Regions from separate parts of the Callithrix jacchus genome. Here region 1 is linked to region 2. Evidence: chromatin contacts called from public Hi-C data. All regions are on one chromosome and are shown on one strand. The core of a region is the stretch at or near the end of the contact, and the rest is flanking DNA. Distances in the headings are between cores, read along the strand shown.

What was found. A called contact is a pair of places that touch in the nucleus more often than the background predicts.
Region 1: a contact with region 2 is called in a Hi-C map of induced pluripotent stem cells, with 3 times the contacts expected there. The contact joins the enhancer-like site here to the promoter of SFT2D3 in region 2.

Annotation. Positions count from the first base shown.
Region 1 is chr6:36,760,391-36,765,470 of calJac240_pri, reverse strand. LIMS2 (LIM zinc finger domain containing 2) reads right to left here. Exons shown (of 10, transcript XM_035304153.3): 2 at 1,917-2,076. The coding sequence starts at 2,072. It overlaps GPR17 (G protein-coupled receptor 17), which reads left to right. Exons shown (of 2, transcript XM_008998567.5): 2 at 1-707. Among named protein-coding and RNA genes, the nearest start is that of GPR17, 11 kb to the left of the region's middle. Within about 2 kb of position 3,795, at least 5 of the 16 cell types and tissues checked have an H3K27ac peak or open chromatin away from gene starts, as enhancers often do.
Region 2 is chr6:36,718,341-36,723,099 of calJac240_pri, reverse strand. SFT2D3 (SFT2 domain containing 3) reads left to right here and starts at 2,106. Exons shown (of 1, transcript XM_078327028.1): 1 at 2,106-4,759. The coding sequence starts at 2,138. The coding sequence ends at 2,785.

The sequences.
Region 1 (5,080 bases), core at 2,546-5,045, 41 kb before region 2:
TGGCATCGAGGGTCCCTGTGCTGGCCACAAATGGAGCCAAAGCCTGCCTCTGCTTTCCTCTCTTTTAACAATTTTATTTCCTATATTTTAATTTGGTTTTTCCCCATTCTCTGAAATAAGTGTCTTATTAGACTGAACTGGATTTAGCCCTACTAAGTGACCTGTAGAGGCAGGAATGGCTTAAACTCTTTCAGCAATGGAAATCTGGGCACCTACTGTGTGCCAGGCTTTGTTGTGGGCACATGGCCACCCCTCCCACTGCCTCTACACTTGGTCAGCACTTCTCAGGAGGCTGAAGGCACCATGAGGAACGGTGGCTCCTGCTCTGCCAGGCAGACCACGTGCCCACATCCATGCACCAGCCAATCCCATCAGCTCTACCTCAAAACAGAGCCAGCATCTCACACCAGTCACCACCGTCATCACAACCACCAGTGGCATGCTGGTAAACGGAACAGCCGGCTCCCTGGGAGGCAGAGGCAGGCCCTGCTGTGCGGCGTTTGCCAATGTCCATGGTGTGAATATATCTGTCATGGCCAACTTCCGGCTGCCAATACGACATGGACCTGGACTTGAGGGGGAGCTGTGCAAAAGGACAGAAGTAACCCCAGCAGCACAGATAATAGTAAAATGTAACAAATAATTAGCAAGTGGTATGCTTTGAGTATCTGTTACCTCTGTTTTTAATAAAATGTTATCCCATTGTATGTTTGTATAATTTAATTTTTAACAATAGCTGTGCTGCACAACCAGCTCGCAAGATTGTTGATGGTTTAACGACGGCTCTTGTGAGCTGGTAGGAGCCCCTTCACTTTCATCTGGGCAACTGCACTAATTCAGCTCCTGGTCCCCCAGGCCTCACAGCCTGTTCCTGCCCCACCTCACCCCCTCTCCTCAGCACAGCAGCCAGAGGGATCCTTTTTTTTTTTTTTAAGACAGAGTCTTGCTCTGTAGCCCAGGCTGGAGTACAGTGGTGTGATCTTGGCTCACTGCAACCCCCACCTCCCAGGTTCAAGCAATTCTCCTGCCTCAGCCTCCTGAGTAGCTGGGATTACAGGCGCCCACCACCACGCGAGGCTCATTTTTTGTATTTTTAGTACAGATGGGGTTTCACCATATTGGCCAAGCTGGCCTCAAACTCCCGATCTCAGGTCAGGATCCACACGCCTGTGCCTCCCAAAGTGCTGGGATTACAGGCGTGAGCCACCGTACTCGGCCATGGCAACTTTTCTCAAATGTCAGCAGATGGCGTGACTCCTCTGCCCTACACCCCAAGGAGGCTCCTGTCTCTCGCAGAGCAGAAGCCTAAGGCTCTGTAGAGGCCCTTGGGGCCAAATGAGATCCACCTCCCCGTCCTCAGCTCCTGGCCCTCTCCCTCTCATGCCCTCAGCTTCCATCACACCAGCCTCCCTGCTGCTCTCCACACAACCCCACATTATCCCACCACAGGGCCTTTGCGTGTGCTGTGCCCTCTGCCCAGTGCTCTTCCTGCAGAGATGGACGTGGCTCCCTCCCCTCAGGTCAACCTAAACTTCACCTTTCCTGAGCATCACCGAACCCCACCCTGTGAGCCCTGAGCCCCAGGGCATCAGCATCGCTGGTGGGCCGTGGGGTTGCTATGCTCACTGTCTGGTCCCCATGGAGGCCAAGCAACACCAGGGCAGGCTCTTCCTGCCCCCAAGGCCTGCCCAGCATCTGCCCAGAGCAGGCTGGTGAAAGGTGGCTGTCTGTTAGCTCCCAGGGCACCTAGGGCGCTGTTCACGTCTCACAGGTGAAGGATGGGCCTGTGCAGAAGCAAGCCTGATTCTGGGCTGGCTCCAGGCCTGGCTCTATCAGCAGTCGGGACCACTGCATGGTGCCCGGGTCTGAGGGCAGACTCTAAGCTGGTCTGAAAAGGCCCTTAGGAGCATCCTCACCTCGTAGAAGAGCCCCTCGGGGAAGGGCCGAAAGCACTGGGCACACACGAAGCAGTGCTCATGGTACAGCTCCCCGTTGCTGTTGACGATGCGCTCGGCGGGGGCGAAGCGGGCCTGGCAGCGCTGGCACACGGCATTGGCCAAGGCATCTGACATGTTGCTGGAGGCGGGAGACAGGAGGGGTAAGTCAGAGCTGGGCAGGGGCACAGGAGGGGCACACACAGAGGCCTGCGCCCGACAGACACATCCCGGATTCAAAATCAGGAAAATTGCTCTAAGCCAAGGTCCAGGCCGCTCAGTGCTTGTAGTGCCCACCCCTTGGGGTGTCAGGTGCCAAATCAGCTCCCACCTGGGCCCCAATCTCCCCTTCCTCGGGAACCAGAGAGTCTCAGGCACAGAACACCACCCAGCGCAGGTGAGCGGCTCTGTATTTGCACTCTTATTTCATCCCCAAGGCAACCTGGCAGCTACTATTATTGTGGCCTCTTCCAGATAAGGGACCTGAGCCTCAGAGAGGTTGAGTAACTGGCCCAAGCTCACGAAGCAGAGTGGGCTCCATACTAGAACCCAGACTGCTCAGTCTTCCACGGTCCCATCCTCTGCACCATGAGTTAGTTTCACACCGACTGCCTCCAATAAACACATAACCACCCAACCACGGAGAAGGCAAGAGGGTAGTCAGGTGCAGCGGCTCAAGTCTGTCATCCAGAGCACTGTGGGAGGCCAAGGTGGGTGGATCCCCTGAGCTCAGGAGTTTGAGACCAGCCTGGGCAATATGGCAAGAACCCATCTCTAAGAAAAATACCAAAAAAAAAAAAAAAAAAAATTAGCCTGATGTGGTGATGCAAGCCTGTAGTCCCAGCTACTTGGGAGGCTGAGGCTGCAGTGAGCTGTGCCTATGCCACTGCCTCCAGCCTGGACAACAGAGTGAGACCCTGTCTCAAGAAAAACAAAGGCAAGAGTGTGGATCTTTGAGATGAGACAGTGAAGGGAGCAGATCTCATCTGTGCTGGGCACTGCCTGTCCCCTGAGTCAGTGCTGGGTTTCCTTCTGGGAGGGGTGAAGTGCAAACTACAAGGGAAAAGCCCAGAGTGAGCCAAGCCCACAGTCAGTCCAGTCCCAGTGCCCTTCGGCACGACCAGGAGGGGTCTTTTAGACTCAGAAACAGGGTTAGGATGTAGCCCTAAACACCCCAACTGCCTCTACGACCTTCAGAAAACCAGACACCCCACACCTTTGACTAGAAAGGGAGAACACAGGTTCTGTCTCAGCATCAACTCCAGTGGGTCAGTTGTGGCGGCCTGGAGGGGTGGGCAGAGAGGGAGCCTCAGGCTTGCTGGGGAGTGATGCCACCAGCTGGTAACGTCTGCCTGGGTACAGCCAGGGCATGGCAGGACTCGAGTGCAGTGCCTTTGGGAATACCTCTCCACCTGCTCTGCCTCCCAGGATGAATCCCACCCAGCAGTCACTCACTGCTGTGGCATCATGAGGGGAATGCTTGGTGAGTGAGGCTCCTGTCAGGCTGTTCTGAGGCCTGTGATCTGGGCGGGGTCAGCCTGAACAGTGCCAACCACAGGGAAGCGGGGCCTTAGACAGGACAGGCCTAGGGCTGGAGGCCAGGGCTGCGCTCAGCTGTGAGCTCTGGCCATAAGCTGTGGACAGAAGGTTTCACAGGATGCTGCTGCCACATGGAGATGGACTGGAAATCTGGAAAGGGCACCCAGGCTGCCGTCCTTTCTTCTCTGCTTAAGGACTCATGTGGCAGAGGCCGGCTGAAAGGCCATTCGGCGACACTTTCTGGGCATGCTGAACTTCCGTCCACCCTGGCCTGCCCTCTGGTGTGCTTAGGAGACCAAAGCCCCCACCTGAGCCCACATTTAGGCCAGAGGAGCAAGGAAGCAGAGGTGGTGGCAACATGGGTTGGAAAGAACCCAAAAAGAAAAGATGTTTTGGCACCCAGCAGCCAGTTCTCGGTCCTCTCAGGTCTCTGCTGGTCTCTACGGGGCAGGCCAGGCAGGCCACCAGGGTGGAGGCTGGCCCCAAGCCACCCTAAGGGTTGGGCTGGGCTTCCCTAGGACAGGCTTGGTTTCCTTCCTGGAGAATGCTGTGAACCTCCTCTTCTGAAACACACACCCAAGGTGGCAGGGAGGACGGTACAGTGCCTGACCATGAACGAGACCTTGGGAGTCTTAGAGAAATCAGAAATCAACAGGAAATCCCATGACTCTGGGCCCAGAATTCCTCACTCCAAGGACCCAGAAAATGAAGCCAAATATGGACTTCCACCCAGCCCCAGCCTTTCAGATTGCGCCTTAAAGCCAGACCTCTAGACCCCAGTGAGTGAGCACACACCCCTCTCACCGGCTGCAGGCTCCTGTTCTCTGCCTCAGGGGCTGCTGTTTAGGGCCGGCACCCACAGGGCTGTCCCCTCTGGCTTCCAGGTGGGCTGACCCTCCTTCCATTGGCCAGGTGCTGCTGGGCTCCGTGCCCTTTGTTGGTGACGGGCACTCCTGTGCCACTAGCCCAGGCACTTCACCACCCTTCCTCCCTCCCCCCTTCACAAACGGACCCTCAGTTAGCACTCCCCAGTTACCATGCTTCCCACCAGGGAGCAGCCTGGCCATACCCTCGCTCCTCTGCCTTCCCATTCATCTTCCAGTTGGACGTGGGTGGCCCCTAACCAGTTCCCTGGCTGGTCCCCAGATGCCTCCAGTGAGAACATTGCCACCTGTGCCCAACAAGCCTTGCACAAACCTTGGCACAGGCAGGTGAGGTGTGAGGGTGACCACCTCCCTCCTGCCCCCAGGGGCTGCACCAGCCCAAGTCACAAGCATCAGAGGCCCTAACAGCAGCTCTGTGAAAGGCCCCACGACGCCCCAGTGGGGGAGCATGGGAACATTCCAACCCACTGGCAAAGATAGGACAGACAGGAGCCGGCAGAGACAACGGAGCCTCAGCACCATGAGAGAACTGCTTGCTGGCTCCTGCCGGGCAGGAAGAGAGGCAACGGGGACACTGCAAGGCGGGCAGAGGCCTGGGCTCACCCGCCCAGCTCTACCCCTGATAGCCCCAGCCACCGCCTTGGGACTGGAGAAGGTGCTCGCCTCTCTGGGCCTCACTTCCTCTTCTGTAAACAGGTGCACCAGAGAAACAGCACCCACCTC
Region 2 (4,759 bases), core at 857-3,356:
GGAGACAGGGAAGCAAGTTCAGATGGTTAGGGTGAGTTTTGCTGCAGTGCTGGGGAAGGGAGGGTTTTGTTATGATCTTCCCTCTCTGCAACCAAACCAGAGCAGAAAGCTCATCCAGGGCTCACACAGAGGGACTCCCAGCGAAGGCCTCTTTCTGCAATGGGAAGCCCACAAGGCTAGAAACCAGAAATCAACCTAACCCTGCCCTCTTGTCAATTTTGTAGGTTACCTTGGGTAGGTCACTTTACTTCTTGGTATTTCTATTTCCCTCACCTATAAAATGAGCAGCACAGTCCTGCCTTTTCTATATGGTAGCTGCACAAATGATTAGGTAACAACACTGATGGGCATTCCTGTCCCCAGTCCACTTTCTAGCTCTGTGTATTTGACTCTAAGTACCTCATAGAAGAGGAGCCATGCAGTATTGTTTCTTTCTGTGGCTGGCCTATTTCACTGAGCATAGTGTCCTCAAGGTTCACCCATGTGTTAGAATTTCCTTCCTTTTTAAGGCTGAATGATAGTCCATCGTATGCATATATCACATTTTATTTATCTGCTGATGGACACTTGGGTGGCTTCCACCTCTTGACTGATGTGAATAGCGTTGCTGTGAAGAGTTGTACAAATCTCCGAGACCCTGCTTTCAATTCTTTGGGGTATATACCCAGAGTGGAATTGCTGGATCAGATTGTAATTATATATACACATACACACATATATGTATTTGTGTGTGTGTGTGCGCACGCGTATTTATTTTCAGGAACTTCCATACTGTTTTCCACAGCGGCTGTAGCATTTACATTCCCACCAACAGTGCACAAGGCTTCCAATTCCTCCATTCTTGACAGCACTTGTAACCTTCTGGTGTGTTTGTTATTTTGTTTTGATGGTAGTCATCCTAATGGTTTAGCCCATGCTAAGTGATCAGGACGGTCACTGTTATTATCAAGTGAGGTAACAAATCAGAATGTATTCCGAAAACGAATTATATCTGTCAGGATGAAACCAAGAAAACAAAGACCATGAAAAGGAATTTAGTGGGGGAGATTAGTTACACAGGGGATGGAAAGGCTGAGAAGCCAAACCACAGGAAGCCATTCTCCTAGGGCAGAGGACAAAGGACACAGGGCCACCCAGAGGAAGACAAGGTGGTGAGGGGAGCTGTGAAGGTAGCTGGAGAGAGAAGCCCAGGGAAGCCTGGAGGAATGTAATGTGAAAGGAATCTCAGGCAGACACCTGCTTGGAGGCTCTGAGAAAGAGCAGGGCACGTAGGTGTGGCCTGAGAAGAGATCAAGATTGGCCTAGCGTGGGGCGGGGGCAGCTTGTCTGAGTGACCTGACGATAAGTCAGGAAACCTGGGCGTGGCGCTGTCCAGAGCACAAGAGTGACACCGAACACAGGACAGCAGCACCGAGTCTTGGACACGGGGCGCAAAGGAGTCAAGGATGTTGCCAGGTCTGTGGCCGAAACTGAGAACCGAATAGAGAAGCAGGCTGAGCATGGTGGGGGTCAATCTTTCCTTTATCAACCCCATGGTAAGTGATCAGGATGGTCACTATTACTAAAAGTGAAATGACAAATCAGGACGCGACGTTCCCAAAAAACAAACCACCTGAGTCACACAAGTGTGAACTTTTTAAATTTTTATTTTGAGATCACTCTAAGTTTGTGTTCAGTTGTAAGAAACAAGAGAGATCCTGTGTACCCTTTACCCATTCCTCCATGTTGCAAAACTAGCACGACATCACCGCCACGGTAGACGCGGACAGGCCGTAGGGCATTTCCATCAGCAGAAGGGACCCTCTTGTGCCCCCGTAGAGCCACATCCACCCTGGCCTTCCAACTAACTTAATGCTGGCAGGACTTAGCCAGACCGTAAGGACTCCTACTCGGGACAAAGAAGAGGGTCAGGGAATGGGAGGGCGACTGAAGGCGGATTGGCAGCACGCAAGCCCGCGGTATTCCGGGACACAGCAGAGGTCTGCCGAGGAAGCACCCGCCTCCGCGAGTGCTGCGGCCCTGCCCCTTTCGCCGCGGCCGACCAATTGCCGCCCGAAGGCGGAGCCGCTTCCGTCCGCGGCAGGGGAGGGCCGGAAATGAGCGGTAGCTTTTTCCTCCAGCTACCGCCTTACCCAAGATGGCGGACCTCCACCGTCAGCTGCAGGAGTACCTGGCGCAGGGGAAAGCGGGCGGCCAGGCGGCCACGGAGCCGTTACTTGCCGCGGGGAAGGCGGAGGAGCCCGGAGACGGGCCGGCGGGGGCGTGGCTGGGCCGCGCGAGCCTGCGCTGGGCGTGGTCGCGGAGCTCGACGGAGTCGGCGGCTGCGGGCCCGGCGTGCCTGCCGAGCGTGACGCGCGGGCAGCGGCTGGCGGCGGGCGGCGGGTGCCTGCTGCTGGCGGCACTCTGCTTCGGCCTGGCCGCGCTCTACGCGCCGGTGCTGCTGCTGCGCGCGCGCAAGTTCGCGCTGCTCTGGTCGCTGGGCTCGGCGCTGGCTCTGGCGGGAGGCGCGCTGCTGCGGGGCGGCGCGGCGTGCGGGCGCCTGCTGCGCTGCGAAGAGGCGCCGTCGCGGCCCGCGCTGCTCTACGGGGCCGCGCTGGGCGCCACGCTATTTGCGGCGCTGAGCCTGCGGAGCACGCTGCTCACGGTGCTGGGCGCGGGCGCGCAGGTGGCCGCACTGTTGGCCGCGCTGGTCGGGCTGCTGCCCTGGGGCGGCGGCACGGCGTTGCGCCTCGCGCTGGGTCGCCTGAGCCGCGGCGCCGGCCTCTCCAAGGCTCTGCCCGTGTGAGGACCTCGCGCCCGCGCCACCTGGGAAGGACGCGGAGCCAGCGCCCGCAGAGCCGAGGACTGCACGCGGGTGTCGGGACCCCGCGGCGAAGGCCCTTCCGCGACCGCCTGCGAGTCTAAGTTGGGAGCGGCTGCTGGCACGGGAGGCGACAGCAGCGTCGGGAGCTCTTGAATGTCAGCGTCTTGTGCTGGACTCGGAACGTGCTCTGGAGATTTTGTCATTGAACTGGTGACAGGATATGAGACGGTTATTAAGTTGCTCTCGAAGTAGCTGTGGTCTTAGGTTCGGCTGAGTAAAGAAAAATGGCTTTTCTTCGAATTAGCTGTTCTTTTCTCAGGCTGTTTTGTCATTTAAAAATCCAGTGGTAGATGTAGGTTGGTGACGGTACTTTGTTGTTTTGACTATACCGAGACTTGGAAGTTGTTATCTCATGCTTCCGTGTCAGCGAATCCGGAAGGGTATCAGATTAAACACCGAATTCAGCCACTGGACTTTTAAAAGTACTTATTTAAGATGGTTTATCTTGGGCTTTTTCTTCAGTTAACGCCATCATAAAATAGTGCCTGATAACATGAAGGGAAAATTAGTTCTGTATTTCACGTCGAAAGCGATGGACCAAAGAAATTTCCTGCCCCAAGAAGCGTGGGATCCAGGAAGGGGCACGTACATGCATAGCGGTCTCGGAAGAAATCCTGCAAATAGGAAGATAATTCTACGTCCGGAATTCCTGTATCTGGTGGAAAGCATGGATTTCTACAAGCTCGAATTACTCTTCACTTTATGGTCTGCTTTGTAAACTAGTTTACAATTCGCAGGCCGATCTTAAGATGCTTTTCATATCTAATTGCCGTTTCCTTCATTTTAGGTTCAGCACTTACTTTTACCTACCTTAATTTATTGCCAGTATGAGCCTAACACTCTTGAGTCCAGAAAACTACGTCTTGTCAGTAGCAATACACTAGGAAGTAGAATATATTTGGAATATAAACATTCTGTGCCAGTGGTTCTCACACTTGACTGCTTATCAGTTACTTGAAGAGCCACACCTCCAGATCAATGCAGTCAGAACGTGGGAACTAGGTCCCAGGCATCAGAACCTTTTTTTCTTTATTTTTTTCTTCTTGGTGCCGTGACTCGGATGCATCAGAACCTTTTTAAAGCGCCACAGGTGATTCTGTGTTCCCTGAGGTTGAGGACCACTACTTTTTCTGTGCACTGGCTTGCACAGTTTGCAAATAATGATCTTACTGAGCTGGATCCCAGTGTTGCCTTCACAGGGTGTCTGTCCTGCAGTGCTGCTGCTCCCTCCAACCCCAAAATGTGTTTTCCTAAGTCAGGTCCCTAAGCCCTGTCCCAAGAAGTGACACAAGTGGCCAGCATTCACACTGTAGGCTTGCAGGCTACCCACCCTGAGTTTTGGTCAAGAACACTGCCTTGTTCCCTGTCAGTAAACAAGGTTACCTACCTCAAAAGGCTGCTCTTGAGAAAGCAAATGCAGTATTTTCAGGATGATTTATTTTTTCAGTTATAAAGACTTATGCCATTGGCTGCTCTTTCTAGTCCCCTAAATTTCTGTTCTAGTTTTAAATTTCTCTAGAATTTGCAATCGTTGGGGGTTTTACAATTTTTACAATGTTTATTTTGTAAACACTTAAAATTTTGACATTTCTCAGCTGTTGGCTCACACCTGTAATCCTAGCATTTTGGGAGGTCAAGGCAGGAGGTCACTTGAGGCCAGGAATTCAAGACCAGCCTGGGCAACATAGTTAAACTCCATCTCCACAAAAAAATGTTTAAAAACGTTGCCAGCTGTGGTGGAGCACAACTGTGATCCCAGCTACTCAGGGCAGGGCTGAAGTGGGAAGATCGCTGGAGCCCAGAAGGTCGGGGCTGTAGTGAGCTGCAGTGTACCACTGCACCCCAGCCTGGGCAACAGAATGAGACTGTCTCAAAATATTTTTTCTCAATTCAAAC